Linked DNA regions of Mus musculus: region 1 is linked to region 2. The links are chromatin contacts, called in public Hi-C maps. All regions are on one chromosome and are shown on one strand. Each heading gives the region's core, a stretch centred on a gene start, on an enhancer-like site or on the middle of the called end of the contact. The rest is flanking DNA. Distances are from core to core; before and after follow the strand shown.

Region 1 (3,113 bases), core at 15-2,514, 540 kb after region 2:
ACCGAAGCTGTGATCATAATTTAAGCCTTTCTAGGTAGCCGATCTTACATGTATCATACCTATTTCTGGCATATGTTTGTCTATTACAAAGACCTCGTAGGTATGCAGTTAGAAGCCTCTAGTTAAATGAAATGTTGCGTGTGTGATGAACCTGGAGTGGGGATGGCCTTTTGTGTGCCCCAAGGCTGTTGTGTTTCACACAGTTGTTTTCTGCCTCCTCTGGTCTATCACTATCCTGCCACTGCCAGAAAACCCTGCTGTGTGTTCCCCGCGTGGAGGATCTCTGCTTCTGAACTTCTTTGGCCTGAGAAACTCCATAACCAAATCAGTTAGCATTTTGTTTAAAGAGCAGGTAGGCTGTTAGAGCTTGGGTCTTACATGTCTCCCAGGTCCACTTGCCAGCGCCTTGACCACTGTTAACTTTTGTTAACCAACTCATCTTTTGCTGCCTGTTTTTTGGGGGGTTTTTTTGGTTTTGTTTAAGCCAAGATCAGTTATATGGCCCAGGCTGAGCCTCTCTTCCCAGCCTCTCAAATGTTAGAATTACAAGCATGCATCCCTCAGCATACCTTTCCTTTGCTTTTTTTAAAATAGAGTTTTGCCATAGCAACAGAAATCTAACCTAACTAAGCATAGCCGTGCACATGGTATGAGGAACTCACATATGTGTGAATGGAAGTTCATAGAGACCGGCATCACTGCCTAGAGGCCCCTTTCTTCCTTCCTTGCAGTTGTCGTGCTAGCTGACTGTACTACAAAAGAGGTTGTCTGAGGCATAAGACTACCTTCAATAAAACATGCACAGACAGTTTGCTTCTCTGAGATTTCAGAGCAGTGACTACCTTCAATAAAACATGGACAGACGGTTTGCTTACCTGAGACTGCAGAGCAGTTTCCAAAAATTTTAGACAAAGGGTAGGATGAAGAAGGCTGCGGGGTTTTGCACACACTTAAGGTGCGTAAGTAAATAAACTGAGCTACACTGACAGGATGCTCGTTCTAGTAGCCAACCAAAGAGCAGTTGAACCAAAGCACCTAGACTTCAAACATCGTGGGGAGATAATCTTAGGAGTGCTATGCTTCTGCGTCCTACAAGTATTATGAAACTGTCTAGAAAGCACCCCACTGGTAATCCCTTTTTGATTATTTTTTTTATAAATTCTAGTCTTGGGGTTTTGAGTGGCACACAGACATAATGGTTAGGCTTCGGTGTGTGCTCATTCACTTTGCTTCCTGGGGACCAGAGTTTGCGATGAGTCATGTTCCATCTGATTTCTGTCGGATCCGGCTGCAGAGCCATGACTCAGATGGGCTTCAGGCCCAGCTGCTCAGTTCATCTTCTGGGGAATAGATGACAAGGACGGGACAAATGTCCTGACGCACATTTCCTTCTGTTCTTGCACTTCCAGGGTCTAACGAGAGCATCATTACCAACAGCAGGCAGATACGCCTTGCCACAGGCATCTTCCCTGTTGTCAGCCTCCTGAACCACTCCTGCAGGCCCAACACCAGTGTGTCCTTCACTGGCACTGTCGCCACCGTCCGGGCAGCACAGAGGATCGCAAAAGGACAGGAGATTCTGCACTGCTATGGTGAGCCAGCCTTTCTTTCCACTACCCTGCTGTGCCTCACACCTCACATGAAAAGGATAAGGGGACAGGAATCAGCAGATATGGGCCCAGTGCCTCTACTCATCCTCTGAGTCTTTCCTGGAAAGGGCAATGCATCCTTGGGCCAATAAAAAAGGTCTTCTGGCTGTAATAAAAAAGCCCGTTGAGGGCAGTGAGCCATATCCCTCCATGCCTTGTAGACAGCCTATCCTGAAAATGAGCGAGGAGCACTTTCTTGGCTTCTTTCTTCCTGCCCCAGCAGCTTGGAAACGTATCCACTTTCACCCGTGTTTTGTTGTTTTTTCTGAGATGATAGGGCAGAGTACCCAACCTCATATAGGCTAGGCTAGTGTCTATCACTGAGCCAGGACCCCAACCCAGCACCACCATGCCAGTCACGTGATGACTAGGCCAGCCCCTCGGTAGAGTAGGCATTGACTCTCTTGGTGTGACTAGGAACTGTGGGTAATCTCTCTCCAGGGCCTCACGAGAGCCGGATGGGCGTTGCTGAGAGGCAGCAGAGGCTGAGTTCTCAGTACTTCTTTGACTGCCGCTGTGGGGCCTGTCACGCTGAGACACTGAGAGCAGCTGCAGCTCCCAGATGGGAAGCCTTCTGTTGTAAGACTTGCAGAGCGCTCATGCAGGTAAATCTCTGCTGTTCCCAGGGGCAGGGCTCCAGCTAAAGGTTGTCAGTCGCCAGGAGAACCATTCCTGCTTCCCTTCTTGTAACTCCTCCCTACATGTCGCCCGGTCCTGCAGAAAACACAGGTTGTATTTCCTAATATTTTCCCTATAAGTGACACAAAATCTTAAATTACACAAAGGGACCAAAAAAAAAAAAAAAAAAAAAGCCCTAGAAATTTACTTGCTCAAATAAGTCATCAAAAGTTGTGCATCAGGCCTAGCACTTGGGTACTGGTAACCCTAGCACTCAGGAGGCTGAGGAAGAAGGATCTCAAGTCGGAGGCCAGTCTCAAGTGACACCCCATCTAAGAGATCACCATTCCAAGGAGCTATTTCAGAGATGGTTTAATCTGGGGACCCAGATTGTGGATTTTCTGTCTGTTCAATTCCATCTCTCTGTGCTGGCCTCATCAGACACACTCTGTAGTAACTGTGGGAAAATCCGACCCACATAGTTTTCCCTCAGCCTTTGACCCAGAGGGAAGAGCCACAGTGGAGAGCATGAGAGCAGACCCTTGGGTGCTACTGCCAGGTAATGGTGTAGACACTGGAGTCTTCAACATTCATGCCCCAATGCAAAATGGTCTCCACACCAGAGCATGGCATTCTCATTAGAAATAAGTAAATGGAATTGGCTGTGTTGAAAATTGTAAAGCCAAGGGTCAAGAATGAAGCCTTCCCCAGCATGTTTTGTTTTGTTTTGTGTTTTAGGCAGCGTCTCTCTGTGTAGCCTTGGCTCCTGCCCTCTGCTACCTCTCCCAGGTGTGCCACCATGCTGGGCCTAAGCGCCCTGTGCATTAGTGCTCCCTCGATCCTGCT
Region 2 (3,121 bases), core at 122-2,621:
AGACCCATGGGTAGGATTGTGTCAGTATCTGGACCTTCAGCTCCACCAGGAGGTCAATTAAGGGGATATGTTTGGTAGGGGGGCTGCGGCTCTGGGAGTGAGGGGTTGCAAGCCATGCCGAAGACTCTGGGAACAGAGAGGGTAAGTGCAGGTGGTGGGGGGTTTAGAGCCTACCCCTGCAGCAGGCAGAAGGCCAGGTGTGGGAGGAGCCAGGGTAGGGACAGAGGTGGGTGGGGAGGAGTCAGCCCAGCCAGGCAGGCAGCAGGCAGCAGGCAGGGATGGTAACAGGTGCAGGGGGTGGAGGATGGGCACAGAGGGAAACAAGCTCAGTGCCCAGAAAGTTGGGCCCAACCAAGGCACATCTCCTGGGTGAATGCTCTTCACCTTAATTCTCCAGGAAGGAGCTGAACCAGCCAGCACTGCACACTCTCTACACTGTGACAGCCCAGTGTAGACAGCTGGAGCTCTGAAGTGACTGGGTGAGTGACTGGTGAGGCAGCAGGCTGGACAGGGGTCTGCTGGGTCAGCTTTGACTCTGACTCTCTCCTCTGAGCATGAGGAAAGTCTAAAGTGAACCATCAAGGTGGGTGAACCACACAGCTCCTAGGACTCCGAGTGAAAGGTGCCTGGCCTGGAGCAGAATTAGAGTGAACAGCATCTCTGCTCTGTGGGGGGTGGGGTGGGGGGACAGCAGGAAACGGGGCGGGGGAGGGAAGAGACCTGGACACCCCGCCACTTAATCACATGCACAAGTCAAGCATGTTGCAGGCCTGAAAAAGCCATGGCTGCAGAACTCAACAGTGTTGTCATTATGGACTGGAGTGCACAGGGGGCTCCACCCCATCCCTTCTTCCCACTTCCCTCGAGATTTTCTTCTCATACTGCTACCCCTCCCCCAAGTGCTGGGGTCACAGGGGCTACCCAGTGGGTTGGTCTAATTCCCAAACTCGACAAAAGGCTATCCAAACTACTCCCAAGGCCGCTGGACCCTCTGGGCCTAGAAATTCGTCTGATTTCGAGGCCTCAGTCCTAATATTAGCTAGTGGGCTTGCTTTTTTCTTCTGAGATCTCAAGTAGCCTGGGCTAGCTTCAAGCTCCCTATGTAGCTAAGGCTCATCCTGACCTTCTGACCCTCTTCCTTCCACCCCCAAAGTGCTGGGATTACAGGAGTGTGTGCCATTCCCCCCAGCAGTCAGTGGTGTCACTACTGCCAAGATGCCGGTTTGAAGGATGATGAGGTCAACCTTCCCGCATTCCTCAAGGCCAGCTAACCTGCAAACAGTGTTGTCCAAGCCTGTGGTGCAGACAGCTAGATGGCAAGTGTGTGTGTCAGCAACCTAGTAAGTGGGGTATCCCAGGGCCTACAGAACTGAAAAGGAAGGGGCAGAACTGTGGCAGGGACAAGAGCAGCTGGCAGAGCTGCCTGATGGGTACTGGGTGTGTTCTGAGCCACGGGCCTGGCTGGCAGGAGTAGGAGTCATTGCAAGCTGAGTGACTCGCTGAGGACACTGTGGCCTTTAGAAGAACTCTACAGAAGTGTAAGGAGAGACACCGCATCAACAGCATCTCCGTAAGGAGTATAATGTAGTAGATTCCCTTTGTAAAAGCAAGATCAGTTAAAACTCTGTGGCACAGATATGGTGGGGATTGGAAAATTCTAGCACCTAAGATCTAGTCTATCCTCAGCGTCTCTGTCCAGCCTTTCCTGGAGCCCCTCCCTGGTTGATGTTTCTCCAAAGAGGGCTCCTTCTCACTGAAACAGCTCTATGTTAAAAAAAAAAAAAGAATCCAGTGCACAGAGGCATGCTGAGGGGCCGCGACTACTGTCCTGTGTTGTCTCCAGAGAAGGAGATCCTAGCCACCGTGGAAGTTGAGGTCCTAGAGTATGGGTCACCTGGGTAACACCAGTGGCACAGCACTGAGCACCAGTGAGAAAACCAAGTCTGGAGATGTTAAAGTACTTGCTCAGCTCCACACAGTGAGCCAGGGGCCTGTGGGCAGGAATTCCCACTGCTGCTGGGAGCCTAGACTGTTCCTGGACACTCTGTGGTAAGCATTTTTAGCTTCATGCCAAAGTACCAGGCCATATACTACAGGCCTCCCATGGGAAGACCAATCCTTAGAGCCAGCCTCTTCTGGGGACTCTATCCAGTCCCTCCTCTGCCCCTGTCTTCTTAAGTCACAGTCAGAAGCACAAGGCTGTAGGCTGGCTTTCCTGTCAGCAGACAGAATGAAAGAGACCACAACCTGGCATTTGTCAACATGATTGGCAGGAACAGGGAGAGGCTCTGAGAGCCATTCCAGTCCCCAAGAGGCCATCAGGTGGCCAGCCCTCCTCCTCAGTGGCTCTCTCTCTCAGCATAGAGCCTCCTTTCCTCACTCAGAACCATTTGCTCTGCACATCCCCTCTTCTTGCCAGTACTGATCTTGGCTCCTTGTGTCCTCAACTGATCTGCCTCTGACAGAGGAAATGGCCCTGCGCATAAGTCCCCTAATGCCAACACTGCTGTTTGAGCCCCTGCAGTGGGTGGCAAGTGAGCCCAGAGGGGTTAGGGTGGAGGATGAGGTGAGTCAGGGACAGGGAGGGATAAAAACCTTTCATCGGATTGGGAGCTGTGAGGTTCCGCGAGCAGATCATTGAGAGCATCGCGTGTAGTTTATCCTCCTCTTCCTCATCATCGTCCACCGAGGCCGCTCGGCTGGCCGCTAGGTGGTGGTAGTTAATAGTGACTGCTCAAAGAGAATAGCGAGAGAGGCAGAGGCATGAGGGCCCTAGTCCCTGAGCAGGAGACTGCCCTCCTGGAGGTGGATGGCTGGAGACTGAGATCACCTTGAACCTGCAAGGTATAGTGGGAACAGGGTAGGGGGCTAAGAACCTTCTGTAGTTATTAGGAGAGGGTGGAAGGTGTGTGTGTGTGTGTGTGTGTGTGTGTGTGTGTGTATCTAGGAGACCAACTCTAACTAAGGTTAGTTGGGACTGGCCAGATGGATCTAAAATGGATCTAAATTTTTATTTAGCTGCTATCACAGTTGGGCTGCATTTAACCTAGAGATGACCCCAAGCCCTCATTTTAAGTGTATAAATTCAACCTTCTTCTTTCAGGGTCCTCTCAGAACCACT

The links. Hi-C and Micro-C count contacts between places; a contact is called where the count stands out from the background.
Region 1: a contact with region 2 is called in a Hi-C map of the N1E-115 cell line, with 5 times the contacts expected there. The contact joins two enhancer-like sites.

Annotation. Positions count from the first base shown.
Region 1 is chr11:75,398,192-75,401,304 of GRCm38.p6, forward strand. It overlaps Smyd4 (SET and MYND domain containing 4), which reads left to right. Exons shown (of 11, transcript NM_001102611.1): 6 at 1,410-1,592; 7 at 2,091-2,254. Among named protein-coding and RNA genes, the nearest start is that of Serpinf1, 23 kb to the right of the region's middle. Within about 2 kb of position 1,265, at least 70 of the 459 cell types and tissues checked have an H3K27ac peak or open chromatin away from gene starts, as enhancers often do. A contact at or near this core is called in the N1E-115 cell line, where this site is marked.
Region 2 is chr11:74,860,965-74,864,085 of GRCm38.p6, forward strand. All of the region lies in intron 11 of Sgsm2 (small G protein signaling modulator 2), which reads right to left. Among named protein-coding and RNA genes, the nearest start is that of Mir6926, 5.7 kb to the right of the region's middle. Within about 2 kb of position 1,372, at least 28 of the 459 cell types and tissues checked have an H3K27ac peak or open chromatin away from gene starts, as enhancers often do. A contact at or near this core is called in the N1E-115 cell line, where this site is marked.